7 separate regions of the Mus musculus genome follow, and all the other regions are linked to region 1. A link is a contact called in public Hi-C, HiChIP or PLAC-seq and promoter capture Hi-C data. All regions are on one chromosome and are shown on one strand. The core of a region is the stretch at or near the end of the contact, and the rest is flanking DNA. Distances in the headings are between cores, read along the strand shown. Region 1 holds the start of 2510002D24Rik (RIKEN cDNA 2510002D24 gene). Region 2 holds the start of Top3b (topoisomerase (DNA) III beta). Region 3 holds the start of Eif4g1 (eukaryotic translation initiation factor 4, gamma 1). Region 4 holds the start of Ece2 (endothelin converting enzyme 2). Region 5 holds the start of Abcf3 (ATP-binding cassette, sub-family F (GCN20), member 3). Region 6 holds the start of Sdf2l1 (stromal cell-derived factor 2-like 1). Region 7 overlaps Abcc5 (ATP-binding cassette, sub-family C (CFTR/MRP), member 5).

The links. Promoter capture Hi-C pulls out the DNA fragments that hold promoters and counts their contacts. Hi-C and Micro-C count contacts between places; a contact is called where the count stands out from the background. HiChIP or PLAC-seq counts read pairs in DNA pulled down with a chosen protein or histone mark.
Region 2: a contact with region 1 is called in a promoter capture Hi-C map of hippocampal neurons, with 4 times the contacts expected there. The contact joins the promoter of Top3b here to the promoter of 2510002D24Rik in region 1.
Region 3: an H3K27ac HiChIP or PLAC-seq map of extraembryonic endoderm stem cells shows a contact between it and region 1, with 8 times the contacts expected there. The contact joins the promoter of Eif4g1 here to the promoter of 2510002D24Rik in region 1. A contact is called at or near these places in 6 of 39 promoter capture datasets (the C10 cell line, cranial neural crest, hippocampal neurons and 2 more) and 1 of 115 datasets of contacts at active chromatin or transcription factors (extraembryonic endoderm stem cells).
Region 4: a promoter capture Hi-C map of hippocampal neurons shows a contact between it and region 1, with 6 times the contacts expected there. The contact joins the promoter of Ece2 here to the promoter of 2510002D24Rik in region 1.
Region 5: a Hi-C map of B cells shows a contact between it and region 1, with 9 read pairs. The contact joins the promoter of Abcf3 here to the promoter of 2510002D24Rik in region 1. A contact is called at or near these places in 3 of 39 promoter capture datasets (the C10 cell line, cranial neural crest and hippocampal neurons), 1 of 484 Hi-C or Micro-C datasets (B cells) and 2 of 9 other capture datasets (adipose tissue and liver).
Region 6: a Hi-C map of B cells shows a contact between it and region 1, with 5 read pairs. The contact joins the promoter of Sdf2l1 here to the promoter of 2510002D24Rik in region 1. A contact is called at or near these places in 2 of 39 promoter capture datasets (hippocampal neurons and liver) and 1 of 484 Hi-C or Micro-C datasets (B cells).
Region 7: a promoter capture Hi-C map of the C10 cell line shows a contact between it and region 1, with 5 times the contacts expected there. The contact joins the enhancer-like site here to the promoter of 2510002D24Rik in region 1. A contact is called at or near these places in 5 of 39 promoter capture datasets (the C10 cell line, cranial neural crest, embryonic stem cells and 2 more) and 1 of 115 datasets of contacts at active chromatin or transcription factors (embryonic stem cells).

What each region holds. Positions count from the first base shown.
Region 1 is chr16:18,833,791-18,837,919 of GRCm38.p6, forward strand. It overlaps 2510002D24Rik (RIKEN cDNA 2510002D24 gene), which reads left to right and starts at 2,790. Exons shown (of 3, transcript NM_001033164.2): 1 at 2,790-2,829; 2 at 2,916-3,083. The coding sequence starts at 2,806. It overlaps Ufd1 (ubiquitin recognition factor in ER-associated degradation 1), which reads left to right. Exons shown (of 12, transcript NM_011672.4): 12 at 446-1,471. The coding sequence ends at 520.
Region 2 is chr16:16,869,010-16,873,138 of GRCm38.p6, forward strand. It overlaps Top3b (topoisomerase (DNA) III beta), which reads left to right and starts at 1,727. Exons shown (of 18, transcript NM_011624.3): 1 at 1,727-2,046. It overlaps Vpreb1 (pre-B lymphocyte gene 1), which reads right to left and starts at 246. Exons shown (of 2, transcript NM_016982.2): 1 at 57-246. The coding sequence starts at 102.
Region 3 is chr16:20,670,848-20,674,976 of GRCm38.p6, forward strand. Eif4g1 (eukaryotic translation initiation factor 4, gamma 1) reads left to right here and starts at 1,880. Exons shown (of 33, transcript NM_145941.3): 1 at 1,880-2,029; 2 at 3,021-3,114; 3 at 3,381-3,467; 4 at 3,939-3,959. The coding sequence starts at 3,055.
Region 4 is chr16:20,627,584-20,631,712 of GRCm38.p6, forward strand. Ece2 (endothelin converting enzyme 2) reads left to right here and starts at 2,268. Exons shown (of 19, transcript NM_139293.2): 1 at 2,268-2,464; 2 at 2,769-2,855; 3 at 3,198-3,327; 4 at 3,514-3,729. The coding sequence starts at 2,426. It overlaps Eef1akmt4-ece2 (Eef1akmt4-Ece2 readthrough), which reads left to right. Exons shown (of 20, transcript NM_177941.1): 3 at 2,769-2,855; 4 at 3,198-3,327; 5 at 3,514-3,729.
Region 5 is chr16:20,546,685-20,550,813 of GRCm38.p6, forward strand. It overlaps Abcf3 (ATP-binding cassette, sub-family F (GCN20), member 3), which reads left to right and starts at 1,919. Exons shown (of 21, transcript NM_013852.2): 1 at 1,919-2,061; 2 at 2,282-2,429; 3 at 2,551-2,630; 4 at 3,060-3,106; 5 at 3,320-3,417; 6 at 3,518-3,640; 7 at 3,737-4,003. The coding sequence starts at 1,989. It also overlaps the pseudogene Gm15760.
Region 6 is chr16:17,129,949-17,134,077 of GRCm38.p6, forward strand. It overlaps Sdf2l1 (stromal cell-derived factor 2-like 1), which reads right to left and starts at 2,435. Exons shown (of 3, transcript NM_022324.3): 1 at 2,176-2,435; 2 at 1,649-1,845; 3 at 190-840. The coding sequence starts at 2,362. The coding sequence ends at 559.
Region 7 is chr16:20,411,888-20,416,016 of GRCm38.p6, forward strand. All of the region lies in intron 2 of Abcc5 (ATP-binding cassette, sub-family C (CFTR/MRP), member 5), which reads right to left. Among named protein-coding and RNA genes, the nearest start is that of Abcc5, 12 kb to the right of the region's middle. Within about 2 kb of position 2,359, at least 70 of the 459 cell types and tissues checked have an H3K27ac peak or open chromatin away from gene starts, as enhancers often do.

The DNA of each region.
Region 1 (4,129 bases), core at 1,540-4,039:
TCTTAAGACATAACTGCCTCCATAAGTTGTGGAGAGGTTGTACAGTAAATCTAAACACAAAGGTGGTGGTGGACTCACACAGCTATCATCTGTGGGGTTCTCAATGCCATAAATGCAGGGACATTTGATGCTTATTTTATTTATGTGTGTGTGTTTGCCCTGTGTGTGCAGGTGCCCTGGCAGCCCCGAAGAGGGAGTCAGATCCCTTGGAGTTGGAGGCAATTGTGAGCTGCCCAGCATGGGTGCTGGAGACTGAACTGGGTCCTCTGAAAGAGCAGCACACACTTTTAACCCCTGAGGCATCTCTTCAGCCCCCCCCAGGGCACTTCTTATTATGATTAATGAAGTGGGGAAAGTAGATGGATGGCACACAAGTCCATGGAATAAAGTGGTTATTGTAAACTTTGAGGAGTTTCTGAAAATAATATCCTATTTTCATACCTAGGATGAAGCTGGAGGCAGATTCATTGCTTTCTCTGGAGAAGGACAGTCACTGCGTAAGAAGGGAAGAAAGCCCTAAGTCTAAAACTGTTGGCTGACTGGAAAATAAAAGATCCGATTGCACCTGGCTTACAGTTACTGGCTCTGACAAGTTCAGAGATACTCTGTTATTTATGGTTTGTTTAAAGTTACCTGAGAACTATCAAGCTTGTCCTGGATACAAAGCAGCAGAACTTGGAGGTTGTGTGCTTGATCTGGGGGAGAGAGCGCTGGGGTCCTCTAGGTGGTGGCCTCCTCCACTCCCTAACTCCAGCTTCAGGGCCCTCACAGCCTCAGCAGAGCAGCTCCCGATTCCTGACTCACTCTTCTTCCCCATGTCTGTTCATGGTGCAGTGTCTTTAGCCCATCATGGCTACTCAGGCCAGCACTTGAGTACCAGACAAAGATGGCCTCTGTTTTTATTTACAGTGACTCAGAAGGGATCTCATCCAGATGAAAGCGCTCTCATTTTAATCTGCTCGCTCTCAGTGAATTCCATGATGAAGCCAGATATGAAAGGCAGAATGAATACATGCTTGAGTAACGTGCCCCCGTTACATTTATTTTTTATTATTATTTTTATTTATTTTTGTGGCTTTTCAAGACAGAGTTCCCTGGCTGTCCTGGAACTCACTTTGTAGACTAGGCTGGCCTTGAACTCAAAAATCCACCTGCCTCTGCCTCCCAAGTGCTGGGATTAAAGGTGTGCGCCACCACTGCCCGCCCTCCGCTACATTTATTACCCAAGGTTCTGATGGTTTGTCTGTTTTTCAAGTGCTAGGATTGAACCAGAACCTCGTGAATATTAAGCATGCCACACACTCTGCCACTGAGGCTCCCCCATACCCCATTTTCTTACTGTTTTATTGTCTTCAGATCTGCACTTTGTATGATGTAAGGTCTTTTGACATGCTGATCCAGCTATTTAAAATTTGTTCCCTGAGAATAATTCTTATTGAAGAATTAAATAAACTGATTAAAACTCGCCTCTAGTTTGATATGGTATGTTGTAGATTGGTGGTATGGGCCACTAGCCAGAAGTCATAGGAAGGCCCCCTTGCAGCAGCACCCTACTTCATCCTGTCGTTAGAGACTATTTCCGAGACTTGTGGAGGCTGTAGGGATGGATGTCACTCCCTGATGCTTGGAGTGGAGCTGGTCAGGCCTAGCAAGGTCCTCATGGAGGGTGCACTTTCCCTCTATGTTTGTAGTTCCAGAGTGTGTCCATTTGCTCTTAGAAATATCCATAAACTTAATTGGCTCCTAACTCTGGCACATACATCATTACTGGCCAAATGTGGCTCTGGAAGGCATAAATGCTGTGGTAACCTGCCCGACCTGTCCTATGGGGCTGTCTCAGTTTCCCTAGCAGTAAGACAGCTTTCATTTGTAGGATTCTGTTAGCTAACTTGGTCAGGCTGGAAAGAGCTCAGTTAAGCACTTGTTCGTGCAGAGGATCCAGGTTTGCTTCCCAGCACTCACATGGTGGCTCATAGCCTGTAATTATAACTGTAACTCCAGTTCCAGATGATCTAAGTATATGTGTTGCACATACATAGTTATACACACAAGTGCACTAATAAAAATGTGACTGCATGTGTAGATAAGAGTACAGTGCTCAGGAGTCCCTTCTGTCGCCTAGAAGGATCAAACTAGGAGGGATCAAACTCGGGTCCTTGGTTCTGTTCACAAGTTTCTCTACAGCTGAGTCATCTCACCTTATGATCTCCAGTTAGGTTTTTTTTTTTTTTTTTAAATTGTTTTTGTTGTTGGGTTTGTTTCCTTTTTGAGACAGGGTCTCACTAATATATATATATATATATATATATATATATATATATATTCCTTTCTGGTCTAGAACTGACTCACTGAGATGTCCCTGCTCTTGTTTCCTGAATGCTGGGATTAAAGGTGTGCAACCCTGAGCCTGTCACTTCTAGGAGAACTTCTTTCACCCTTAGTCATCCTGCACTGCCTTCCTCCTCTCCATACACCAAATCAAGCTCACCTACACTCTGTGTATGCTCAGGCTACATACCTGCAATTTCAGTCCGCCAGGTGGGTTACTCAAGAGTTCAAGAGTCTGTACTTCAAAAACTGAACCACATACGGATTTGAAAAATAAAAAACTGGGAGAACTGACCAGAACTCCTGTTTTTTCCGAATGCTAATTAATACCTTATGTGACTTTGAAGCCAAGCCATCGGCTAGACACCAGGTAGTGTGGCCTCTGACTATCAGCCACTCAGTGCAGACGTCCTGTTTAGTGCGCGTTTGCTTGGAGCTCATTGGTTCATGTCCCTGTCAGTCACACGGGGCCTGGACATGGCGGTCGCAGGGAGCTGGCAGGTGAGTGTGCTTGGCTCCTGGGCTCCTGGGCTGGGTGGGATCAGGCCCTGGGGGCTGCCCGCGCTCTCCGCTGTCTCTCCCCGCAGCCTCCCCGGCCGTGCGAGGTCTACCGCGCCGAGTGGGAGCTCTGCCGCAGCGTCGGGCACGTCCTACACCACTACTACGTCCACGGCAAGCGGCCGGATTGCAGGCAGTGGCTCCGCGACCTGACTAACTGCCGCGAGTGGGAGGAGAGCCGCAGCGCCGAGGCCCAGGTGCGGGCTGGGTGTGGATGTATGCGCAGATCCTTGGGGCAACTCTCTCGTGTTTCTCTCCTGAGTACCAAACTGCGTTATCAACGAGACTTTAGACAGCCTCAGTTACGGGGTGGGGCGGCGCGGGGAGGGGGGCGCAGAAGGAAGGGAAGTATAGAGAGGCTTGGAGAGAGTAACCTTATAGCGTTAGAGTCATCAGCTTGACAGCAAGCTTGCCTTCACCCAGCCCTTGGGGATAGGACGGAGGAAGAGAAAAGCCAACGTGTCTGGAGCACGAGGGTGGGCTATAGAGGGCATAAGAATGAGTCCAAGAGCACCTAAAAATGTTCCAGTACTTGTGAATTGAGTTATCTTTGGCAGGTCAGTCTGGACCTGAGAGTGTGAAGGGTACTGTAGAGGACAGAGACAAGTATGGAGGCTGTTGCTGGACCTTTTCGAGGGAGATGTGAAGAAACCTCTACTTACTCTAGATAGCCATGTAGACATGGCGAAAGTAAAAAACATGGCGGAAAGCAAAAGACTGGAAACTTAACTGTCTGTAACTATATGTCAGCTATCATAAATTAGTGTAAGAAACAAAGATGTTTCTGAATAGAGAAATGGCCAGGGTCATGGAGAAGCAATTCACCGGGAAACTCAGAACACAGAAGCAATTATTTCTTTATTTTATTTTTATTTTTTTTTATTTATTTTTTTTTGTTGTTGTGATTGAGACAGGGTTTTTCTGTATAGCCCTGGCTGTCCTGGAACTCACTGTAGACCAGGCTGGTTTTGAACTCAGAGTTCCGTCTGCCTCTGCCTCCTGAATTCTGGGATTAAAAGCGTGTGCCACAACCACTAGGCTTCTATATAGTTTTTAAAGTACTTTTATTCTTATTTTATGTGTGTTTTTCCTGCATATTTATCTGTACCATGTGAATCTACTGCCTGAGGGTCCTCTGGAACTGTAGTTTCAGATGGTTGTAAGCTGATGTTTGAGTGCTGGGAACCGAATCCCAGTCCTCTGGAAAGCAGCCTCTAACTGCTGAGGGATCTCTCTAGTCCTT
Region 2 (4,129 bases), core at 477-2,976, 2.0 Mb before region 1:
GCAGAGCAAGGCCATAGGAGGAGCAAAGAAGCCCTGGGCCCCAAGAGTTTCCTTACCTGTGAGATAGGCCAGCAGCATGAGCAGGACAGACGTCCAGGCCATGGCTCCAGACCTGCAGCACCCTGCCCCCTACAGCCACTGCTCCTGGGCCCTGACCAGCTGGGAAGCACTCTCCTCCCTGCTTTGGGGAGAGGGTCACTGCACCCCTGGTTCCTGCTCACCACCCTCCCAGGCTTTCTGGGCTCTGTGACTCTGTCACTTACCAGAATGGTCTAATGGAAGCCTTTGTGGCTCTGGGTTTGACCCAGGGAAGCATTCTGGGAGGAAGCACCTGCTGGAACGTCATGGGCCAGAACCCAGGACTGCGGGCTTGTCTCCCTGAGGGAGAGTGACCTCAACTCCCCTTGAGAGGCTGAGCCCCAAATAAGCAGATCTGTAGTTCACTTTAAATGCCTGGTAAAGGGGACAAGAGTTTTCTCCTTAAACCTAAGCCTCATATCAGACCCCAAATATGTGTGGGAGCAGTCACTGGGCCTCTTTAGATGTTCCTCTACCATATGTGAGCACACTAAATAAATCTCCTTCCTCTGCTTTTTAGTATTATCTCTTTTAATTACATTTTTATTTTCATTTCTTTTGTGTTCACATGGCCAGCTTGGCAGCCACTGTCTGCCTGCTGAGCCATCTTATAGGTTTCTTACTTGTCTCGTTGACAAGTTGGGGCTGTCATAGCCAGTCTTGGTAACAAAAGGATGGCTTAAAAACATAAGTTTGAGGCCAGCCTGGGTCCACAGTGAGTTCCAGTGAGTTCCAGGATGGCCTTGGCTACATAATGAGACAATCTGAATATATACATACATATATATATATATATATTTTTTTTTTTTTTTAAGACAGGATCCCACTATTTTGCTCTGGCTGGCTATTCTGGAACTCAATGTGCAGATGAGGCTGGCCTCGAACTCACTGAAATCTGCCTTTCTCTGCCTCCCAAGTGCCGAGATCAAAGTTGTGAGCCACCATACCAGGCTATTAAAAAACGGTATGCTAATAAAGTCATCAAAACTATTTTAAAACTTCCATAATTCTAATACTCTAAAAAAATTACATATTATCTTCCAGATACATTAACACAAGTAGTGTGGTCTTCAAAATTTTAAAAGGTGCTTTGTTTTGTTTTGTCTTGTATAGCCTATAGTCCCAAGCTGGAATGAAATTCACTATGTAGCCCTGAATGACCTCTAACTCGCTGTCTCAACCTTCTGATTGCTTGATTCCTGGTAAGAGCCACCATCCCGCTCACAGATGTTGCTAACACTGAAAAAGCCTGCTATCTGAAATGTTTAAATTATTTTAATTATTGGGCTGGTTAAGTGGTTAAGGACCTGGGTTCAATTCCCAGTACCCATATGGCAGCTCACAACTATCCCCAGTTCCAGGGAATTTGACACCCCCGCACGGATGTGCATATGCAAGCAAAACACCAATGCATATCAAATAAAAATAAACTTTACATTTTTATTTTAATCATTAATTGCATATTTTCATCAGTTCTCGTAATCATACTGACAATCGTCATTAATGTCTTCTCCGGATGATTTTTTGGAGACACAATGGAGACTTGGGGAGCCCCTGCTGCTCCCAACAGGAAGCAGACAGCAAGGCACCCGGAACTCACCAGCCTCGGAACTTGCAGACACCTTAGTGTCGACATCGGAGGGCAGATGAGGGGACGCCACAGACGGACAGAGCCGGAAGTGAGTTCGTGAGTGGCCACCGGGGAAAGCACAGCCGGAGCGAGAGGCGCAGCGGCACGGCGGGTGAGCAGTGGGATGCTGGCTGCTCGAGGAAGCGGAAGACGCTGGCTTTCCCCAGGCATTTCCGGAATGGTAGCAGCGCTCCGACCCGGGCGGGGGCGTGGGGGAGGGTCCTGCCCTGGCGCGGCTTTTTCGCCATCCAGCCCTCGCCGTGGGGCCTCTGGGCGGCGGTGGAGCCGCGTTTAGTGGGCAGTGGTCGCTTTTCCAACGAGCTCCCCGCGGCCCCGAGGTGAGACGTTTCCCCCTAGTTGAGGGTAGGGAAACCGGCTCAGGGAAGTTGTGCTGCCCACAGAGGCTCAGGCCTGCGGTTTGCGTTCTTATCCGAAGGTTCCACTCGCTGCCTCCCGGAGCCTGCTCTGTCTGGAGACCCAGGCTGTTCTCGGACTTGATCTCTGCAGATTAGGAGAAAACTTGGGTAAACCAATGAGCTAGAGTCGAGGGCCAGCTAGTTATGCATAGGGAAGAACGGATGACCTCTCTTAACCTATTTGGAACCCGGCCTTTGGGAACAGGACTGTGAAAAGCCAGGACGACTTGGATTTGATAGCCAGAGAAAGGGGGGAATTTTCACCGTTCGCCAAGGTCCCTTGTCGCTAGTCTGAATTGTTATGCACTGCGATTTATTCTGGCTTTTTAAACTAGGATGATGAGATGGCTCAGCGCTCTTACAACCAAGGTTCCGACCCCGGGAACTCACGTTGTAAAAAGAGAGAGCTGAATCCCACAATTTGTCTTCTGACCTGTGACCGGCAGCATGTGCGTGCCCATACATATCCACACACAAAATAACTGTTTATTTGTTTGTTTAACTTTAACTCCTATTTTATAGCAATGTTGGTAGACAGAGCTGCAGCATACTAGATACAAAGAAGGAGTTAAGAGACAGGCTTATTTTCCTGGATCTGTAGGTGATTAAAAGTCACTGAAGTGTTAAATTCTTAGATTTCCCATGCTTTGCTGACCCCTTTTGGGGCTCCTCAAGTTAAATCCACTACTACATAATACAAAAAGAAACCTCCATATTTACAGTGCTTTCCAAGGGACACTGATTAGTGAGGTGTGGCAAAGAATGGGCAGGTTGTCTTGCTATTCTCTCTTTGCAATCCACACCTAAATAGCCCTTTGCTTACCTAACTCCAGAATAGGACAAACTATAGTGTCAGAGCCTTGGCAGAAAAGACTTGGTATATCATGTAGGTTTATGTTAAGGAGTCTTATTTAAGTGATCATATATAAAAATTTTGGCTAGACATTTTGGTGTACTCCTGAATTCCCAGCACTCAGGAGTTGAAGATAGGAAGATCAAGGCCGTAGTGGCTATATAGTTAAGAGGCCAGCCTTGGCCACACAAGACGCTGTCTTTGCCCAATACACACACATACACACACACACACACACAGCAAAAGCTTAAGTGAATAGTGTTGTTTCAGAGTCACAAAGTGTGAGTGTGGTGTGTAGGTGATGCTTATAAGCCATCAAGTCCAGGTTTTCTCATTGGTTTTCACTTTGAAATGGAAGATGAGCCTTAATTAGGGAAGTCTTGACATTAATCACAGTTACAAAAGCTCTCTAGAGTAGAATCTGGTCTAGGTAAAGGGAAATGTTCCTGTCAAGGCCCTGGATTGTCTAGTTCTGTACCTTAAAAGAAGAAAAAAAAAATGTTTTAAACAGCTTATTGCTATGTAACTGAGTATAGCCTAAAACTCAAGCTTCCCCTGCCGCATCCAGCCTCGTGAAAGATGCAGTTACAGGTGTATGCCAGCATACTTGGCATTAGAAATCTTTTTTCTTCCTTTGAAATAGTGATAGAGCATTACAAAGTCCCCTTGTGCTGAAGTGCTAAAACTACTTACTTGTTTTGAGTCAAAGCTGAAGATAAATGTATATTCAAAGTGGACGGCAGCTGCATAGCCTGGCAAGTGGACGGCAGCTGAGAGCGAGTTGTGCCTTTCTATTACTGACCTTTACCTGGATATGTGACAGAGTCCGGCTAAGGCAGCGTGTCTGTGTCTGAAGGGACTTGTCAGTCTAGTCAATAATTTGGATCTTAGGTTGTAGAAGAGAAGAAGAGATACAAAATTCCCAAAACTTGGAAACCAGAGAGAAAGAATGCCTAGAAATAGAAGTGTTTGCTGGCAGTAACGTTAGGTGTTGCTGCTGTTGCTACTGCTGCTGCTGTTTTTAATGTGATGAGGTCTCACTGTGTAGCCCTGACTGTCCTGGAACTCACTGTATAGACCAGGCTGCCTTCAAACTCATGCTAAGAGATCTACTTGCCTCCTACCAAACCCAACATAAAGTAAGTTTTTGGT
Region 3 (4,129 bases), core at 630-3,129, 1.8 Mb after region 1:
GGTTTTTCGAGACAGGGTTTCTCTGTATAACCCTGGCTGTCCTGGAACTCTCAATTTGTGTTTGTAGACCAGGCTTTCTTTGAACTCTTAAGAGTCTGCCTCTGCTTCCCAAGTGCTGGAACTAAAGATGTGTACCATCACATGCTTGAATTTTTTTTTTTTTTTTTTTTTTTTTTTGGTTTTTCGAGACAGGGTTTCTCTGTGTAGCCCTGGCTGTCCTGGAACTCACTCTGCAGAACTCAGAAATCCGCCTGCCTCTGTCTCCCAAGTGCTGGGATTAAAGGCATGTGCCACCACTACCTGGCACATGCTCAATTTTTACCTGAGCTGTCTCTCCAGCTACTGATTATGGTGATTTTTTTTTTTTTTTTGGACTGGTTGTTTTCTGTTACTGCATATTGAACCCAAGGTCTCCCAAATGCTGGGAAAGCACATGACCACTGAGGACTCAGGCCATCTAGAGGATCCTTGTGCCCGCATTTGCCCACCCTGTAGCCTTGCTTTCTTGGTAGCACAGTGATGAAGTTTACATTATTGCCCCCCTCACTTAGGTCACCAATTCTGTGATATAATGCATGCTAGGAGGTAGCATGTGAGAGGGAGAAAGGCCAGTGGGAAAGGCTCTGCTACCTAACTAAATGCTCAAATGCTCAGTTCAATAGAGTACAACTCTTTTTTTTTTTTTTTGGTTTTTCCAGACAGGGTTTTTCTGTAGCCCTGGCTCTCCTGGAACTCACTCTGTAGACCAGGCTAGCCTCAAACTCAGAAATCCACCTGCCTCTACCTCCCAAGTGATGGGATTAAAGGCGTGCACCACCACAGCCTGGCTATTTTTTTTGTTTTTCGAGACAGGGTTTCTCTGTGTAACCCTAGCTGTCCTGAATTAGCTCTCTACACTAGTCTAGCCCTTAATTCACAGAGATTCTCCTGCCTATGCCCCTGGAGTACTAGGATTAAAGGTGTGGACTACCACCACCCAGTTCAAATTTTCCTATTTTTAAAATTTAAATATTTACGTGTATGAATGTTTTGTTTTCATATGTCTGTGCACTACATGCATATGTGGTGCCTTTAGAGGGCAAAAGAGGGCAGAATTCTAACGAATCAGAGTTACACACAGACATGAACTGCCTTATGGGTTATGGGAAGTAAACCCAGATCCTCTTGAAGAGCAGGCAATAAAGAGCAACCAGTGCGCCAACCATTGAACCATCTCAGAAATCTTCAAGATGTGGTCTCTCTGTAACTCTGGCCGTCCTGGAGCTTGCTTTGTAGATCAGGCTGGCCTTGAACTCAGAGATCTACCTGCCTATCTTTCTGGAATGCTGAGATTAAAGGCGTGGCTCGCCACTGCCTGGTGACATTTCCCTACTTTAAAGCTTATGGTAACTGATTCCCTGCCTTAGCCAGTCAGCACACGTACAGCTTTGGGATTCCTTTTTCCATTATTCCAAAGTTTTCATGTTGACTTTTGCGTTTCCCTAGGAGCAACTGATTTTTTTAAAAAAACAAAAGTAAAATTGCTTCTTTAGATTGCGGCAGTTTCTTTGGTGCAATATTGAATTTCCTTTGTTAATAGGTCTATCAAAGATCAAATCTATAGCATTTTCAGAGGCTGCATAATTTGCACACTACACTTACTAGGGCAGGACTGCTTTTTAGATTCCGCACTCTGAGCTCCAGGCCGGCACTTCACTTAGCACTCACGCGCTCAATAAATGCTTGCGCAAAGTATGAATGAACTAAAGAACCGCCAGAGCCTCAGAGGGGGTCGGCCTGGGAGTTCCAAAGTTCGGGAGGGGACACGGGGGCGGGCAGTGGGTGTCACGTGATGGGGCGGAGCAAATCCCATGTGCTTCCCCGGCGCCAGCGCAGCTCCGCCCTCTGCGCCGGTCACGTGGGGCGCTGGCTGCGCCTGCGGAGAAGCGGTGGCCGCCGAGCGGGATCTGTGCGGGGAGCCGGAAATGGTTGTGGACTACGTCTGTGCGGCTGCGTGGGGCTCGGCCGCGCGGACTGAAGGAGACTGAAGGTAAAGCCGCCATGTCCGGGCCCGACCCGGCCCCCCACCCCTCCCCCCGCATCCGCCGCCATCCGGGCCGGGGCCCGCCACCCTGCGCCGACGCCCCGGCGCCCCGGCTCCGAGCCTGCGCCCAGGCCCTACTCGCCAGGCCGATCCCCGGCCCACGTGTGCCGGGCCGGGCCCGGGTGGGGGTGGGGAGCAGGGCCCGGGCGGGGAGGGCGCTGGGGTGGCGGCGAGACAGTCACCTCCGCCCGGCCTGGGCCGCGGCCCGGCGCAGGCTGTGCGGCGCAAACCCGCCACCCCCTCCCCCTGCGGGGCCCGGGCGGCCGCCGGGAAGTGACACGTTGTTCTTTGGCACTGGCCGCGTTGCGCAGAGCTGGGAGGCGGCGGCGGCGGGCAGGGAGGAGCCCCCAGCCCCGCCCGGCGGCCGACCCTCGCCTGCCCCGAGCCGGCTTTCGCGGCGGTCGCCGCCCGCCCTGCTGGTGCGGCCGGACTCGCGCCCTTCCTGGCTTGTGTTCCCGGGCGGCCTCAGGCCTCTCCGGCCCCGCGCGAGTGCCCCGCGGCAGGCTTCGAACCCGGTGTCCCCGGGTGGGGGGTGGGGATATCACGGCCGGAGCAGCCGGCTTCATTTGTGATCCGGGAGCCTGGTGCCAGCAAGACCTGGAATTTCCGGTCTGGTTGGTCTTGGGCCCCGTGGAGCCAGGTTGATACCCCTCACCTCCCAACCCCAGGCCTTCGGATGCCCAGAACCTGTAGGCCGCACTGTGGACTTATTCTTAACCGAGGGGGTGAGTGAGGGGGCTGTTTGAGCAGGCAAGGGTGGGGTCAGGGTGTTGCAGTGTGCTGGTGGGGTCCTCAGGCTGTATGTTTTCTGTTTCTGCATTCACTTGGCACCTCCCTTAATCCGTGTTGGCCCTAGCTCTTGATACAACCTTTCCCCCAGCCCGTTTGCCATAAGCTTGGGTCCTTTCCTCGTTCCGAGCTCTGCTCTTTCCAACAGGTGCTGGGGGGACCCTAATGTGGCACCAAATGAAATGAACAAAGCTCCCCAGCCCACAGGCCCCCCACCCGCCAGGTCCCCTGGACTCCCACAGGTAATCAAGGCTAAATGATCAGGACTCCGGCGGGGTGGAGGTCACGCAGCTCCCAGTTTTCCCACCCCCATCTGTGTCAGGGCAAAGTGCAGCTGCCTGCTGCCAAATTGAGATAGGGCCCCTGGCTGTCCCTGGGGCTGTCACAGGGAGGGAACATGTGGACTGCTGAGGCTGTTACTACAGGTCTGCTCCCCATACTTCACCAGCTTGGGTTTAAGCCCCACCCAGGCTTCCCCTCTTGCTGAACTCTGGTCTCTCCCCTTCAGCCAGCGTTTCCCCCGGGGCAGACTGCACCGGTGGTGTTTAGCACGCCTCAAGCGACACAAATGAACACGCCTTCTCAGCCCCGCCAGGTGAGGGACTGTGGCTTGAGTAGGCTTGGGTGGGAACTGGGAAAATGAGCTGCTGGTTTGGGGCTAGTATGGGAACTATGGACACTGTATACTTGCCCCTCCATTCCTTGACAGTTGCTCTGAGTTCTTACGTGCTGTTAGTTACTTAGGGTGGCTGACCCTCTGTGAAGTTCGTAGAGTGTGAGAGTGGTGTTACTGGGGTCTTTGAGCCTTTGGAAATTGGAGGCTGTCCTGTGGGCCCTGCTGCCAGCTCTTTACTACTATACTAGGAGGTTGGCATTACCCTGTTCCTCTTCTCCCGTTCTCTTTGAACTGTAATGAGATAAACATTCCAGCTGTGGTTTTATTTTTTTGTGTTCTCCAAGTTCTCCCCAAGTGGAAGGGTCTTTTTCCTACCCACTTCACTCCCCCTAACCCCACTCCATCACCTTGGGGATAATTGTCGTCTTTCCTGTCCCCATGTGCTCTCAGGGAGGATTCAGGTCTCTGCAGGTAATACCCCTTTTCTAATCCCAAGCCACCTCTTTGGTGTCACCCCATCCTCCACCCTAGTCCGTAGCTAGACACAGATTGGGATGGTCACGGTGGGTGCCTTGTTTGCACTTTAGGAGTTTGAGTCCAAATACTGCATGTTAGAAGTCAACTGTTGACAAGCAAAGTAT
Region 4 (4,129 bases), core at 1,018-3,517, 1.8 Mb after region 1:
TTTTAAATGTTACTAATAACTTATTTAGACAGATTCAGTCACTATGTGGGCCTGACTGTCCTGGAATTCAATCTGTAGACCAGGTTGGCTTGAGTTCACATAGGTCCACTGGACTCTGCTTCCCAAGTGCTGGCATTAAAAGTGTGAAGCACCATACTCAGCCAAAATAGACTTTATTTTAAACACCTTATCCCTGAAAACATTATTTGAATTTTTTATTTTTTTAAAATATAATTTATTCTTTTTTGTTTTGTTTTTCGAGACAGGGTTTCTCTGTATAGCCCTGGCTGTCTTGGAACTCACTTTGTAGACCAGGCTGGCCTCGAAATTTAATTTATTCTTATTTTATGTGTACGGATGTTTTGCTTATGTGTGTCTGTGAATCATGTACAGTGCCTGCAGAGCCCAGTAGAAGGTGTTGGAGCCCCTAGAATTTGGATTACTGAAGGTTGTGAGCCTTTACGTGGCTGCTGGGAATTGAACTTAGGTCCTCTGGAATAGCGGCCAGTGTTCTTAACCATTGAGCCATCGATGCAGGCCCAAAATAAGTTTTTTTTTTTCCATTTTTTATTAGGTATTTAGCTCATTTACATTTCCAATGCTATACCAAAAGTCCCCCATACCCACCCACCCCCACTCCCCTACCCACCCACTCCCCCTTTTTGGCCCTGGCGTTCCCCTCCAAAATGAGTTTTTTAAGGTCCCAAATAATCTGGAGGTAGAATACCTATTAGCGGGTGCACGGCCCTTGGTTTAATACCCAGTATCTGGAGAAAACCAGATTGACTCACAATACACTCTTTATGTGCAGTTACTGTTCTTTTTAATTACGGAAACACAAGTTGAGCTAGATACCTTTTTTTTTTTTTTTTGCTGTTGTTTGTTTTGAGACAGGGTTTCTCTGTGTACCCTTGGGTCCTCTGAAACTCACTTTGTAGGCCAGGCTGGCCTTGAACTCAGAGATCCAACTGCCTCTGCCTCCCCAGTGCTAGAATTAAAGGAGTGTGCCACCACTGCCTAAATACTACTCTTATTTCCATTTTACAGATGGGGAAACTGAGTCTAAACCCAGAATTGTTCATCCTAACAGTGACACTGTGCTCTGTCTTGTTTGAGAACATGCAATTTGGGGATGGAACAGTTCCTAAGAAAGCAGTCTAGCACTTCTCAGCCAAATCCATTCATCTTGCATCGTTTCTCAGTCTCAAGAATAGCCCACGCTAGCACCACTTGCAATAAGATGTCTGAGAACTTAGGTGTGAATCAATAAATGAGTATCCATTGCCACTCACTACTTAAGGCTGCCTCAGATCACGGTTTGGTATTCTCCTGGTTAGGGAGAGGAAGAGGAGGCAATGCTTTGGTGTCCCCGTTCCCTCCGCAGCACTGTAAAAAACATGAGGCACTCCTTGGCGCAACAGACTGTAACACTCGCCTGCCTGTTTAAGGAATGACAATATGGAAGGCAGATGGTGATGCATGGATACCACACTGTTGCGTTTCAGTTAAATATTGCTTGGTGATTTTTTTTTTCCCTCTTGTAAACCTCCCAAATAAAATCGCTTGCCTTCCTGAGTTGGAAGTGTTAGCATGTCTTTTCTTTAAATATCTGTGCATGGCTGTTTTTTTCCCTGCCAATTTGTCACCATCTGTAACCCTCCCTTTATGAGATGATCCGATGACGGCAATTATCTTGGAGAGTGAAAGTGCCATCTTGAAGCAATGTGTAAGAGCGGCATTAGTGTGAGCTGTGTGTATAGTGCATGCTGCCGTAACACTTGGTATGTGCTTGTGTGTATCCCCAATGACAGTGGGCTTTTCTGTATATACATTGTGAAAATTCAGAATAGTTGCTTTAGAGTTTCTTTGTGCTTGGAGCCTTGTGCTGTTGTAGATATCCTATGGACACCTGTATAGAGGTGAACTGCCTGTGGTTTCCTGCTGTAAAAAAAAAAAAAAAAAAAAAAGACCCTGCAGACATTCTGCTAGGTAAAGGGGTTCCTCTCTGGGACATAACTCCTCTATGGTGTTTAAAAGTATTGAAGGCCTGAAATTTGGAAAGTCCGGGTTAAAAAAAAAAATTAGCAATGATTGGGCCTCAACCAAATGGAAGCAAATTATGGGTGGCTTGCCTGAGGGGCTCTCAGGCTTGATGGAGAGCAGCGGTTGCGCGGAACGTGGTCTGGGCGCGGATGCTGGCGGGGAGCCGCGCGCGCTCCGCCCCTCCCCCTCGCTCCCACCCCCGGGCGCGCCGCTGGGTCGGGGAGACCTGAGAAAGCCGGGCCGCCGCGGCCAAGCCAGGGGCTGCAGCAGTGACTGTGATGGAGGGCAGCGGCGGGGTTCAGCGGGTGGCCTGGGCCGTAGTTCCTGGGCGGGTCAACCTCGCCCAGCCCTAAGGCGCGGCCCGGCCTTGCTCCACTCCACCATGAACGTCGCGCTGCACGAGTTGGGTGGCGGAGGCAGTGTGAGTGATGGCCCTGGACTCCAGGGGAGAGGACCCGGGTGGAGAGGGCACAAAGTGTGGAGGGGCGGGTGTGAGTGAACTGGCAGCGTCTGGCTGGGACCCCGGCTTGCCTCGGTGATGGCGCTTCTTCTGCGGGTTGGAGAGGGATGGTGTCAGAGGGGACCCTAGTCTGAGAGTCTGACACCCGGGGAAGGTCCCTCTGTGCATGAAAGGAGGAAGCCGGTCCAGCGAGGGACACCCGAGCAGGGCCTTGGGCAGAAGGCCTAGCTGCCCAACCTCAGTTGGTGCTCCGAACTGTTTGCAGATGGTGGAGTACAAACGTGCTAAGCTTCGGGATGAAGAATCACCAGAGATTACAGTTGAAGGCAGGGCCACCCGGGACTCACTGGAGGTGGGCAAAGGGGTTCCCCTTTTCTCATCAGGCCTCACCTTTGGCATGATGCCTGCCTGCAGTAACCATGTGGCTGTTCTAGTGGGTCGCTTGTCCTGGTTTCCACTCCATCTCTGGCCTCTGCGCCAGGACTGTAGTGAGGCATTTCAAAGCCATGACGTTGCACAAAACAGGCTCCACCTGCCTCTTTGCTTTTGGGCCCGAAGTTAACCCCCACTCGCTATTTGCTCCATCACTCTGGAAACTGGCTGTACCTTCTTCATATCTTTATTTTCTGGGAGGACTTCTGCGATATTGGGTCCTTGCGATGCAACTCAATTGCGCCTGTCCTGTGTTCCCCAGGTGGGATTCCAGAAGAGGACAAGACAACTGTTTGGTTCACACACACAGTTGGAGCTGGTCTTGGCAGGCCTCATTCTAGTGTTGGCTGCCCTTCTTTTGGGCTGCCTCGTGGCTCTGTGGGTCCACAGAGGTAGGTGGGTTCACACCTGTTGGCAGCCCTCACAGCTAAGGGGGGCCAAAACCTGAAAGTCCTCTCAATATTTTTCTTTTTGGGGCTAGCCTTTCCAACTTCCTGCTGTCATCGGCTTCTCAAAAGGTTTTGCTTCTTCCACCCCGATTGATAGTCTCCTGCCTTCTGCCATGTCTCTTGCCACAGACCCAGCCCATAGCACCTGCGTCACAGAAGCCTGCATTCGAGTAGCTGGAAAAATCCTGGAGTCTCTAGACCGTGGGGTGAGCCCCTGTCAGGACTTTTACCAGTTCTCCTGTGGAGGCTGGATTCGAAGAAACCCTCTACCCAATGGACGTTCTCGCTGGAACACCTTCAACAGCCTCTGGGACCAGAACCAGGCCATACTGAAGCACCTACTTGGTGAGTGAAGACTGTCAATCGAAAGCTTCCTGTCTGACACATGGTCCAGCACTTAGTAGGTACTCAATAAATATTCACAAGTTCAGAATTAGGTGGGTCATTCTGTGAAGCTCTTGAGGGAGGGTATGCAGAGAGCAGGAAAGCTTAGTAACTGGAGGTGGGCTAGATGGGGCAGAATAACAGGGGCTCCTTTGAGGGTATCCACAGACAGGAGGGAAAGCCACAATTTGCTCTTTCCGTCTCCCTGAGTGGTGTGCACCTTTAACCCCAGCACAGGAGGTAGAGACAGATGGATCGCTATGAATTCTAAGCCAGCCTAGTCTATAGAGTGAGTTTTATGACCAGGCTACACAGTGAGGCCCTGTTTCAAAATCCCCAAACTCAGCCAGGAGGCAGAAAT
Region 5 (4,129 bases), core at 669-3,168, 1.7 Mb after region 1:
TGGAGACAGAATAACTAACATAAAGCAGCCTGGGAAACAGGCAGAAAGGCCTGGCTGGCCCTATGATTTGGCACAACCAATGTTTTTAGAGTCTCTGATCTATATTTAAAAAAAAAAAAAATCCTGCCCTTTTTTCCCCTGATATTCCAGAGAGTTTCAGTCTTTCCCGTTGTTTTTCTACCATTGTCTCCACCCCAAACCCTGTATCCTCCTGGGGCTGGAGAACCCTCTCTGATTTCCTGATACATTGGCTCAGTTGCATAGCTACTAATGTCTCAACTCTAAAGTAAACTGGAAGCGCCTAAGTACATTTTATACAGAAAATAGACCACAGTGACTTACAGATACATCTGACTTTACTTGGGTACAAGGGATCAAACTCAGGTCTTAATGCTGAGAACAGAACAAGCACTTCTCAGAGTCCTTTCTCCAGCCCCTGGCCTGAATTTACTGTAAACTGGTTATTAGATCTAGAGGTTCAATTGCTGTTTTGTTTATGCGGAAGTTAGTACAGTCCAGAATGGCCTCGAACTCCCAAATTGCCTGCCCTAGTCTCCTAAATGTATTATACACATATGGGTGTACTCAGTAGCTTACTGAGACCAGAGAATTGAGTACTCAGTAGCTTACTGAGACCAGAGAATTGAAACAAGGTTTCAAATGGCCCCAGAATGGCCTGGAACTCATTTTGTAGCAGTGGGGTGACCTTGATTTTTTTTTTTTTTTCTCCTTAGGTTTTTCTCTTTAACCCTAGTTGTCCTGGAATTCTGTAGATCAGGGTGGCCTTGAACTCAGAGATCTGCCTTTTTCTGCCTCCTGAGTGCCGGGATTAAAGGCTGGTTCCATCTAAGTCCAGCAACCTTGAATTCTTGATCATTCTATCCCTGCCTCCTGAATGTTGGAGTTATTGGCATGCACCGCACCCAGTTTTATGAGGTACCGGGGATCAAACACAAAGCCTCAGGGTAGACAAGCATTTTACCAACTAATCTATAACCTCAGGCATGCTGATAGCTTTTTTAAACTTTAACACCAAGACTGGCAGCTCCCCATTGCAATAATGCTTAAGCTGGATGAATGGGCAGTCGAGTGTTGTCACATGCCTTTAATTCCAGCACTTTGGCGACAGGCAGGAGGTTCAGTTCTTAAGTTAGCTTAGGCTCTCTAGAGAGATTGTCTCGGAAATATAAACGGGTGTAATTTGAGCGCATTGGAATAAAGTTGTCTAATTTTGCAAATTGAGTGTGTGTGTGAGGTGTATCTTTTACAGACACTTGAGATCTGCTTTGTCTGTAGACCCAGGATAAACAATGAACTTATAAAAGGGCTTGTTCAGGTTTTCTGGCAGTGGGTGATGTGCCTTGGGGTGGCAGAACTTCATTCTCAATGACCCAGTTGAACACCTATGAAGTGTGAAGGAACTGAGGACAGAGCAAAGAGGCAAGCAGAAGTGTGCTCCTCACCCAGCTGATTCAACTAGCAGGACTAATTGAAACTGATCCACTCTGGACCGAGAGTTGGCGTGAGTCAGCAAAACGCCAAAGGTGGGCGAGCAGCAGCATGCGCCTGCGGGGAAGGTATCCAAGCTGTAAAGCGACCCCCTCCCACGTTAGCCCGTGTCTAGGCATTTCTCCCCTCGCAACACCTCCCGTGCTCCCCACTACGATAAGCCTCGGGCGATCCTGCCACGCCCCTCGATACAACCTCCACTTTCCAGAAGGCAGCGAAAACCCGCACAGGTGGTAGACGTAGACGGGAAACTGGAACCGCGCAGGCGCGGAAGCTGCCACGCCTGCTGGACTCCGCGGCGCTTGCGTCCCGTTCTACTAGACCCGCCCCCTGGACTCACGCAGACTCTGCTTTCTTACGTCAACCCTGCGCATGCTCCTTGGGATGAGGGGTGCGATTTCGGGGTGGGGAGGAAGGGCAGGGAGGCGGTCCTAGGCCCAAGTCTCACCACGACTGCGCAGATTGGATCCCGAGTGAACATGGCGACTTGCGCTGATATCCTGCGAAGCGAGTTCCCTGAAATTGACGGGCAGGTCTTCGACTACGTGACCGGTGAGCGAAACTGAATTAACTGCCTGGGGAGGCCGAAGTGGAGGTTGTGGGGAAAGACTGAGGGCGGACAGTGCAGCAGACCGCTATCTGGTCTCTCTGCGTGACCTCTTATCTTGAGGGCCAGTGGGGTCTGGTGCCCCGAGTGAGCTGTACAGACACTGAAACTGCTCCTATATCCGCCCTACCCGTTGTCTGTCTTGTTCTGCGGTACCCGGCTCAGGTGTCTTGCACAGTGGCAGCGCGGATTTCGAGTCTGTGGATGACCTGGTGGAAGCTGTCGGGGAACTATTGCAAGAAGTGTCCGGGGACAGCAAGGATGACGCTGGCATTAGGGCTGTCTGTCAGCGCATGTACAACACTCTACGCCTGTAGGTGCCAAGGGAATGAAGTTGATGGGCAAAGAGAGGAGAATGGAGAACAAACGAGGGGGAAGGTCTGAAGGCTGTAAATCTTTTCTCCCAAGTGAGTGCTTTCTCTCTACCTACATAGGGCTGAACCGCAGAACCAGGGAAACAGCCAGGTGCTACTGGACGCCCCCATCCAGTTGTCGAAGATAATGGAAAACTATGGTGAGAGTGAGGGGAGATTGAACTAGCTGCCTTCTGCCTCCACCCCCAGCCACCACCTCGCTGCAGCTCAGGTCTCTCCATCTCAACAACAAGGCTTGTAGGAGCTAGCGGTATTTTTGTGACCATAAAAGCTTGTGATGGAGAACGGGGCCTGGAGGGCTCTCCAAGCTATTGTCTGTAGTAGGAGGCATACAGACCTTGAAGCTGGTTTTGCCAGTTTCGTACCTTAACCAACAGCGTGGTCTTAAAAGAGTACATTGGGCTCTTCTTAAGTGTGAGATCGTTTTGCCCTTTACTTCAAGGCTAATAACTGTCCATTTCAGTGTTATAATGCTATCTTTAAAACTATCCTTGGTTCTTGTTAGTCATTCAAAGTCTTCATTTCCCTTCTCTCATGGAGAAGGTGACTGCTTTTCTTATCACTTACAGACTGTGACACCAAACTTCCAGGACTGCTAAAGAGGGAACAGTCCTCGGTGAGAAGTGGGAAGGGGCTGTGGTGGGTGTGAGAGTTGACCGTCTACTGAATAGTGGGTGTATCTTTGGGCGAGATTTCTGGTGTGTCTTTCCCTGCGTGTTTGCTTATGTAGCGTCATGGGTAAGTTTAAGGGTTTGTTTGCAGTAATCTCTGGAGTTCCTTTTTGAACCTGTACCCTAGTATGAACTGGTTGTGTTTGGAATTCACTCAGACAGTAAATGCGAAGAAACTAGAGAAGGCTGAAGCTCGACTGAAGGCAAAGCAGGAGAAGCGTTCAGAGAAGGAAACACTGAAGACCAGCAACCCTCTGTGAGTTTGGGAAGAAGGGCTCTAAGCAGGAAGCAGGGCAGATTCTGGTATTGAAGGACTTTCGGGAGCCCTAAAAGCTGTCTGTTTCTCTTTTAAAAAGAGTCTTGGAGGAGGCGTCAGCTAGCCAGGCAGGCAGCAGAAAAGAGAGTCGATTGGAATCATCTGGCAAGAACAAGTCCTATGATGTGCGAATTGAGAACTTTGATGTCTCTTTTGGTGACAGGTGAGGGAATGGCCAGTGGCAGGATCTTTCTAATTAAAGGAGAAGGAGCTGTGTTTCTAGATGATTCTTCATCTCTCTTTCTTACCACCCCTTCAGGGTACTGCTGGCTGGAGCAGATGTAAACTTGGCATGGGGCCGACGCTACGGCCTGGTGGGACGCAATGGTCTGGGGAAGACGACATTGCTAAAGATGCTGGCTACCCGGAGCTTGCGTGTCCCAGCCCATATTTCCCTACTGCATGTAGAGCAGGAAGTTGCTGGAGATGACACTCCTGCCTTGCAGAGTGTGCTGGAAAGTGACACCGTACGAGAGGACCTGCTACGGCAGGAACGGGAGCTCAGCCTCAGGATTGCCGCTGGCAGGTGAAGGCTTTAGGCTTGAGGGTATAAGCAGCAGCTCTCTGTCCTGGCTGGCTTGTGTGAACTTGACACAAGCTAGAGTTATTTGAGAAGAGAAACTTTAATTGAGACAGTGCCTCCATAGATTGG
Region 6 (4,129 bases), core at 1,185-3,684, 1.7 Mb before region 1:
CTGCAGAGTTAAACTGCACAGACAGGCATCCAGAAAAGGTTTGGGACAGTGAGATGGCTATGTGTACTGTGTGAAGCTGGCAAACTGAGAGTGATCTCTGGAACCAACATAAAGGTGGAAGATGAGAAGCGACTAGAGAGAGCTGCTCTGAGGTACAGGTGGCAACAAACACATCTCATGCACTCACACTTAGTAATAAAAATGAGTTTATTGAACAGGTTGGGGCCAGTTGTGGTGGTGTACACCTTTAATACCAGCACTCAGGAGACAGAGGCAGGTGGATCTCTCTGTGAGTTCCAGGCCTGCCAAGGATACATAGTGAGACAGTCTCAAAAAAAAAAAAAAAAAAAAATTTCAGCAGGTGCTTGAGACAGGTGAGATGGTAACTTGGACAGATATGGCTGGCACCTTCAGATCTTCCCCAGGGTTACAGCAAAAATAATCCCAGACCAACATTCTTTAATCATAAAGGCACTTGAGGGCCCCTACAAACAAAGTCTTACACAAGAGTGACCCCGAGATTGCCACTCAGCCACCCTCCCATCACTCATCTGGTTCTCAGAGTTCATCGTGACCCGTGGAGAGATCTGCTCCAGGCTTGATGAAGATTCCTTCCATTGCCTTCCACGTGTTGTGAGCATTGGCACTAGGCATGCCATGAACCTCATGCTGCCCACGGATGGGGTTACCATACTGTTCACCAGTGACCGACAGGAACACAGAGGTGCCCACGTGCTGGAAGCGGACACTGGCCTCTCGCTCCCAGTGTTGCCCAGAACATCGGACTGTCCACAGGTCCAGGTCATCACCCTCACCGTCTTCCCCAAAAGCACTCACCTCCTGAGAGTATAAGGTATAGGAACAGTCACACAGAGGGCACAAGCTCCCCTGAGCTGCATGTCTGGCCGTCATATTTGCACCTAGTATCCTGGGGCCTCTGCTCCTTTTCCTGACCTTCAGCATTCACAGCTATGAAAATGGAAGCCAAGAGTCCTGCCCTAGCTAGGCTCAGCGGCACACGCCTTTAAGCGTAGCACTCAGAAGGTATAGGCAGGCAGATCTCTGGGGGGTTTAAGGCCAGCCTGGTCTACATAGTGTGTTCTAGGACAGCCAGGGCTACATAGAGAAATCTGGTCTCAAAATAGACTCTCACCCCATTCTTCAGGTGCATAGAGCCTCTTGTATCAGACTGTGTAGTGCCAACTGGCCTTACCCCCAAATTCCCCTCCAACATTTTCCCCCTGAAACTCTCCAAAGCACTGTCAGATTCTCCCTGCGTCCCTCCCAGACCAGCTGCAATGAACACTGTACTTTAGTAGGAACTCTTTCGCAGAGGGGAAGGAGTAGGAAGAAGCTCCCACTTCTCTTTAAGACCCAGCCCTGAGTTTCTCCTTCCTGCAGTTTCCTATTATCTGCGCTGTGGGTCCACCTCTGTGTCCAAATACGAACTAATCTCTCACTTCTAACTCGGTGGAGAAAGTTACTGGGGACAGGACCCAGAGCAGGAGCTCCATAAACTTCTGAATAGAAACTCCCAATTCACAGTAGCTGACACTGAGTCCCCTCTTGGGCCCCTCCCCTACATCCCTCCCTCTGTCTTTGGGTCCCTGCCCCACGCAGCCTCTGTGGGTTTCGGAACGGGGCTTGCCTGGTTGTTGGATAGCGGCGACGGGAAGTGGTGCGTGTGCAGGTTCTTGCCGGTGAGCACGTGCGTGAGCCGCACTGCTTGCCCACAGCGCACTGGGAGTCCGCGCGGGCACCCACCCTCGGAGCCGCCGCGAATCCGCCAGTAACTATTGGCATCGTCGGACTCCTCCACGCCGGTTACCGACTGTTGGCCGCTGCCTGAAGAGTAACAGCCCACCCCACCCCGTGGATTCTTGTTAATCACAGACCTCCGGACCCTCGTCTTGAACACTAAAAAGTTTCCCTCACAGCCCCTACCACTCTAGGATCCAAAGAGCTCACCCCAGCCCAGGCCAGACCCTAAGTACCGGTGGACATCGCCCTCCCCCTTCCCGCGCATCCTCGATCCCTCAGGCTTGTCAGTCACGACCCACAAGCGAGTCTAGACTCGCAACCACCCAGCTCCCTGACAACCCACAGACCCCGCTAGGACCACCTAGTCTCTAAGCCCTCCGCCCCCTGGCGGTCCCAGTCACCACCCCTGCGCACCAGATCCGTATTTGATGTCGTGTGAGTGCAGCCGCACTTTGTGGTGGGTGTTGAGCAGCTTCAGCACTGACCCGCAGGTCACTAGCCCGGCGCTGGCCTTGGACGCGCCCCCACTCCGCACTGAGAGCGCCAGCAGCAGCCCCAGCAGCGTTGGCCCCGCTACCCTGCCCCGGCTCGCGCCCCACATCCCGCCAGCCGGCCAGGTTCCAGCTGCTCTAGACCTCTGCGCTTCCGTCCTCAACAGCGGCCAATCCAGCTCTGACAGCGCCCTCCCACGGCAGCCAATCGTCTGCGCGCGCGCGTTCCTCCTGCACTGCTATTGGACCGTGTGCAGCGGCCCCACCCCCAGCTTCCAAGGAGGTAGCTGGAAAGGGGTTGGAGACACCAGGAGGATTTTAACTGGTCCACGCTTCCGAGGACCCGCCAATAAAGCAGTGGCTGCGGCGAGCGTCCCCGGAGAGGCCACGGAAAGCCGCACACCCGGGTTGGTTGCTTCTAGTCACTTGGCTCCCGGTTAGAGATCCTCGGGTGTAGTAGGTATAGGAACCCCTTTGACCCTGGACCCCCTAAACTTTAGTCTCGTGTCCCTCCACTCAGACCCCGGGATAAAGCTACAGGTTCTTATGTTAATTACGAGATTTTGTGGTCTCAAAGTGGGCAGATAACAAAGTTATTGAAATCTCCTGGCCCCAGGAGTTAATCAAACTGAATCACATCAGTTTCTGGACCCCATGGTTTTTTAATTCTCTTAGTCATGCAGCTACTTGAGTCATTTGGTGGCAGAATCCTAAGGTTGCTGGATGACAAAGCTGTGAGCCCTCTCTCTCTCTCTCTCTCACACACACACACACACACACACTCACACAGTGCTGGCGCGCGCGCTCACGTACACACATTCACTCTATCCATCCATCCATCTGTTGAGTATTCACAAAGGAACTGCCCCTCCAGGCTACATTACTAAGAAGCTGATGAAGCATGTACTTAGGGCACTAGCTAGATACGCAGTAAAGTTTATGTTTGCATTAAAGTTTATGTTTCCGTCTGCAGATGTAGCTCAGTTGAGTGAGTCCAGCAAGCGCAAAACCCTGGATTTGATCCTTAGCAAATCAACCCTCAAGTAGTGGAGGCAGGAAGTTCAAGAATAAGTCTGAGGTCATCCGCCTAGAGAGGATGACAGGCAGACAACATGTTTCTAAGTAAGCTGTGTCAGAATAGTTAGAATCAAAATAGAGTCATTTGTCAGGCCTTTAACCCTAACACACACATGAATATGAGGCTGAGAAGGAGGGGATCTCGTGCATGAATGTCTAACAAGAATAATTTACAAAAGGCTCAGCCAGAACTGCCTTTCACAAAGGACCACAGCCTCACACAAAATATCTCTGCTTACACTCCAGAGCCAAAATGGGGGAACCAAAAATTCTTTTAACTTTTATGGGGCCTCACCTCATGACATTTTATATTTGTTTCCGTCTCTCTCTCTCTCTCTCTCTCTCTCTCTCACAGAAACTTTTTAAAACAGTTTTTTTTTTTTTATGTATATGAGTTGTAGCTGTCTTCAGACACACTAGAAGAGGGCATTGGATCCCATTACAGATGGTTGTGAGCCACCATGTAGTTGCTGGGAACTGAACTCAGGAACTCTGGAAGACAGTGCTCTTAACCAGTGAGCCATCTCTCCAGCCCTTGAAGTGGAGACTTAAGGACTCTATGTGTCAGTTGCATTGGGTTGATGTTTTGTTGGAGCAAACATGTGAAGGAACGTTTTGCTGAAGTGGACATAGATGAAAAGCTAAGACAGACTCATGAAGGAACATTCAGATAAAAGGATGTTTTGCTTAAACAAACACATGAAAGGACATATGATAATGGATTCTCTGCTAATGACACACATATATTGGTCCATCTTACATTTCGTAGTTGAGCTCCATTTGTCAGGACTCCATAGAGA
Region 7 (4,129 bases), core at 1,109-3,608, 1.6 Mb after region 1:
GAGAAAGGAACCCAGGGTTCCCCACAGGTATCAAAGGTCCTCAGTGGCCAGATGCCCAGCCACAGGCACAGGTACTGCAGCAGTGGCTTTTCCAAAGGGGACAGGGAGGTGGCAAGACACCAATAAGAAGATGCTGCCACCAGTTTTGCCTGCTCTGCAGCTGTGTGAGTCGCACATACTGAACACCTTACTACTGAGGCAAGGAGGAGGAGGGGATAGAGACACTGCAGAGCTAAAAAGGAACAAAAGTCCGGATTCTGCCTAAACACAGCTAGAGGTCAAAGACCTGCACTCACGTGCCTAGCTGGAAAGATAAAGAGACAGCTGACCCACAGCACACAGAGCTCTTCCCTTTGTTTTACTACATTTACCATCTTACGTTTGCCATCTTGGCATTTGTCATAGTTCACACACCTACTGCATGCACAGCCACTGAATGCCTGGGCTGCCCGTCTCCCTCCAGACTGCCAATCTGCTGACAGGGCACAATGTGCTTGCCCTGCAATGGTCAGGGACCAGGAATCATTCCCCCGGGAGCAATCCAAAGCCCTCCTGACAAGCATGCCACCCTGGGAAAACCGACCCATGTCAACTCACATTCCCATGCCACCTGTTAGTACAAGCCATAAATCAGGGCAAATGCGTAAAGCCAAAGAACACAATATGGTGTCAGCATGGTAACATAGGTATTTTCTACCAGCGGTAATCTGGTATTACTTACAATGAGGAAGAACTTAAGTTGTTGCATAAGCTTGATCTGAAGCAATTAATTCAAAGTTTGTATTACAATCGGTGGGGGAGGTCTGAGATTAAATTTGTCAATACCATGATTAAGTTTCAAATGATTAAGCTGAAAACGAATCACGGGATGAGGAAATACTTGGAGCTCAATGCTTGAGGCAGTGGTTCTCAGCCTTCCTAATGCTGCAACCCTTTAATATAGTTCCTCCACCATGCCACAGGGGCACGTGTTCCACTATGTTCATAACAGCCTTATTTGCGATAGCCAGAAGCTGGAAAAACAAAACAAAACAGATGTCCCACGACAGAAGAGTGGATACAGAGGATGTGGTTCATTTACACAGTGGAGCACTACTCAGCTATTAAGAACAAGGACGTGCTGAGTTTTGTAGGCAAATGGATGGAACTAGAAAATATCATCCGGAGTGAAGTAACTCAGACCCAAAAGGACATGCATAGTATGTACTCACTAATAAGTAGATATCAGCCAAAAAATAAAATTAAAACAAACAAAAAAAACATAGCACAGAATACCACAGAACTCATACAGGTCAACAAGCTGAAGCCCAAGCGAGGATGCCTCAGTCCCACTTTCGAGAGAGAAGAAAGCTATCTCAAGTGAGAGGGAGGGAGGGATATGAGAGAGAAAGTGGACAGGCAGGGGAGGGGGGGAGCCTGATCTGATATTGGGTGAGGGAAAAGGACTGAAAAGGACTCATATGACCCCCAAGGGGCTCGTGACCCACAGGTTGAGAAGCCCTGCTTAAGGAGTAAGACCTGCCTTTATTCCATGAGATCTCAGGAGGCCCAGTGTAGCCACACCAGGAAACTAAACCTCCACCAATAACTTGATTCCATTGCAGAGACTTTTGTATCTAGAATAGGGCCCTATTTCTTTTTAATACTCTACATATGACTTTAATACACAGTCTGACTTTTAAATTACTGATTTAGATACTAAAACTTGTAAATGTTGGTGAAAATGCCTTTAAGATTTTCAGTTTTTAGCTTTGGAAAACAAAAACACAAAAATAGAACTTTCCTCATGCCAAGGTCAGCCCGGGTGTCAGTTCTCGGGACCCATCGATTTTCGTTTTTGAGCTAGGGTCTCTCACTGGGACCAGGCTATACAATCAGCCCCAAGGATTCTCCCGCCTGTCTCCCTCACTGCTGCTGTACCTGCTTTTACGTGGGTTCTAGGACTCACACTCAGGACCTCACACCTACAAATCAAGCACTTTACCAATGGAGCTTCCCACACACACCCAGGCCCTGCTTCAGGGACTTCTTCAAAGTCACATGACTTCAGCTTTTATAGGTACTTAGAATGTGTACCTACCTCTCAAAACCAAATGTAAGTATTTCTGTGACACAGCATAGCACATAAATCGTTTTCACAATGTTTGCTCCAGAAACAAAGGCATCTTAAAGATAGGTGCCATGCATAGTCAATCCTGTTGATTTTGGCTGGCTGTCCCACTGTTCTTCTGATGGCCCCACACACTAGGCTAAAACAATAGGCAGGGGAAATTAATGTTTCAGAGAACCCAATAGCTCTGCTCTGAGTCACCTCACTCCAGAAATACCACACTGGGACAATCAGCAGATCACAGTACCCTATCAGATCTGCTGATAAGTTCTACTGTGCCACACCCACGGGGAGGTGAGGCCACAGGACAGCCTGGCCTACACTTGGTTCCCTGTGAGGGACACTCATTTGTAAACCAGTCTTGCTTCAGGCGTTCATGAATGGACTTTGTCAATCGTGTTTTTCCACAAGTTCTTTGAACGACAGATGCAGAAGAAAATAATCTGCTATTTGGAAACATGTTTTTACTATACAGCCCAGGCTGGCCTTAAATTTGGGATTATCCTTCCACCTCAACCACACCCAAGCATGAGAATTAGAGAGGCCCAGGCCCAGCCAGAAGAAGAGTCTTGAATAAGGAAAAGCATACATAACACCTAAACAGCTAACTCCTTCCTTTAAAAGGGAAGGAAGGAAGAACTAGACAAGTTTAACTCTACTATCGGGCTTCAGTGTACCAGAAGAACCTCACGTCACCGTGTTTGAAACACACAGGTTCAGTCATTGCAAGGACTTGTAGAGAGGATGTCTCTCCTTAGCACTGGCCCTTTAATTTGTGATCAGACACAAGGCATGAAGGACAGCAGGTCTTTACTATGCCACAGAGCCAAGCTTTACTAAGAGTTTCACTGGCCATTTGTCATCTCCCAACTACTTTAATAGACACTAGTGCTTAGAACTACCTTAAAAACAGTAAGCTATGCTAGTGTCATGGCTCGCACACCTTTCGTTCCCAGCACATCAGAGGCAGAGGCAGCAGACACATCTGAGTTTGAGGCTAGCCTGGTCTACACAGTAAGTTCCACACCGCCTAGGGCTACATAATGAGACCGTCACACACACAAAAAGAAAGAACTACCCCAAGCCCCATCTAACAATTTTCTTTTCAGGTGGGAATCAGTGAGCTGTTGCTGTAGACACAAGCAGCTCTCACCAGCAACAGCACGACGGCCATCTCTCCTGGGGCTGTGGCCAGCACTGAGACTGGCATCTGACTGGAGGCCAGCTACCTTTTCATACCACCAAGCCTAAGAAACTCCAGGGCCTCACAGAGCTGATAGATGCTTACATGGGGGAAAGGGACTGGGGGCAGAGGCATCCAGAAGATGCACTGAGTTGCTGCAGAAACACTTATGCAGAGATATGAAATACTAGCTGCTGTCCTGCCCTCCTCCCTAAACCAGGCTGACTCACCGGGCACTGTTCTCCACTCTGAGAACATAAGAGCTAAAACAAAATCACATGCCTTTTAGCTGTAAAAGCTTTCAGGGTCAAATCCTCTAAAAGTGTAATGTCATACAAAGTATTGCAGGAAATGATTGCAGAGGTGGGGAGAGGTGATTTCTGTTTCTGATATAATCGTATGTGCTTCACACATTTCTGCAATAGGCTCCTATTCCTTTCCTAATAAGGTCTTAGAATAATTTCTGGAAGAGATAAGATTTACATCCTAAATCCCTAAAATACAACTCAAACTCATCAAGATATCTTGAGTAGCTAACTATGAAAACTCTAACCAATGCCAAGAGTCCATCTAAGCTTTAATAAAGATCCCTGGATTTTCAGAATGCTGATTCCTTACTTTCCTAGACGCAAAATATTCTAACTTGAAGGAAAATTCCACCAACGAGAAAAAATAATGCAATCACAACGGTGCATGAACTCTAGCTGATTTCTGGTTATTTTCCATTCTTCCTCTTGTCCTCCATTCAACAAGCTCATGAAAAACAAGTCACCCCGAACTTTAGCCTGATCACCAACGTGACCACATAAGTCAAGCTTTACAAAGCACCTGACAGC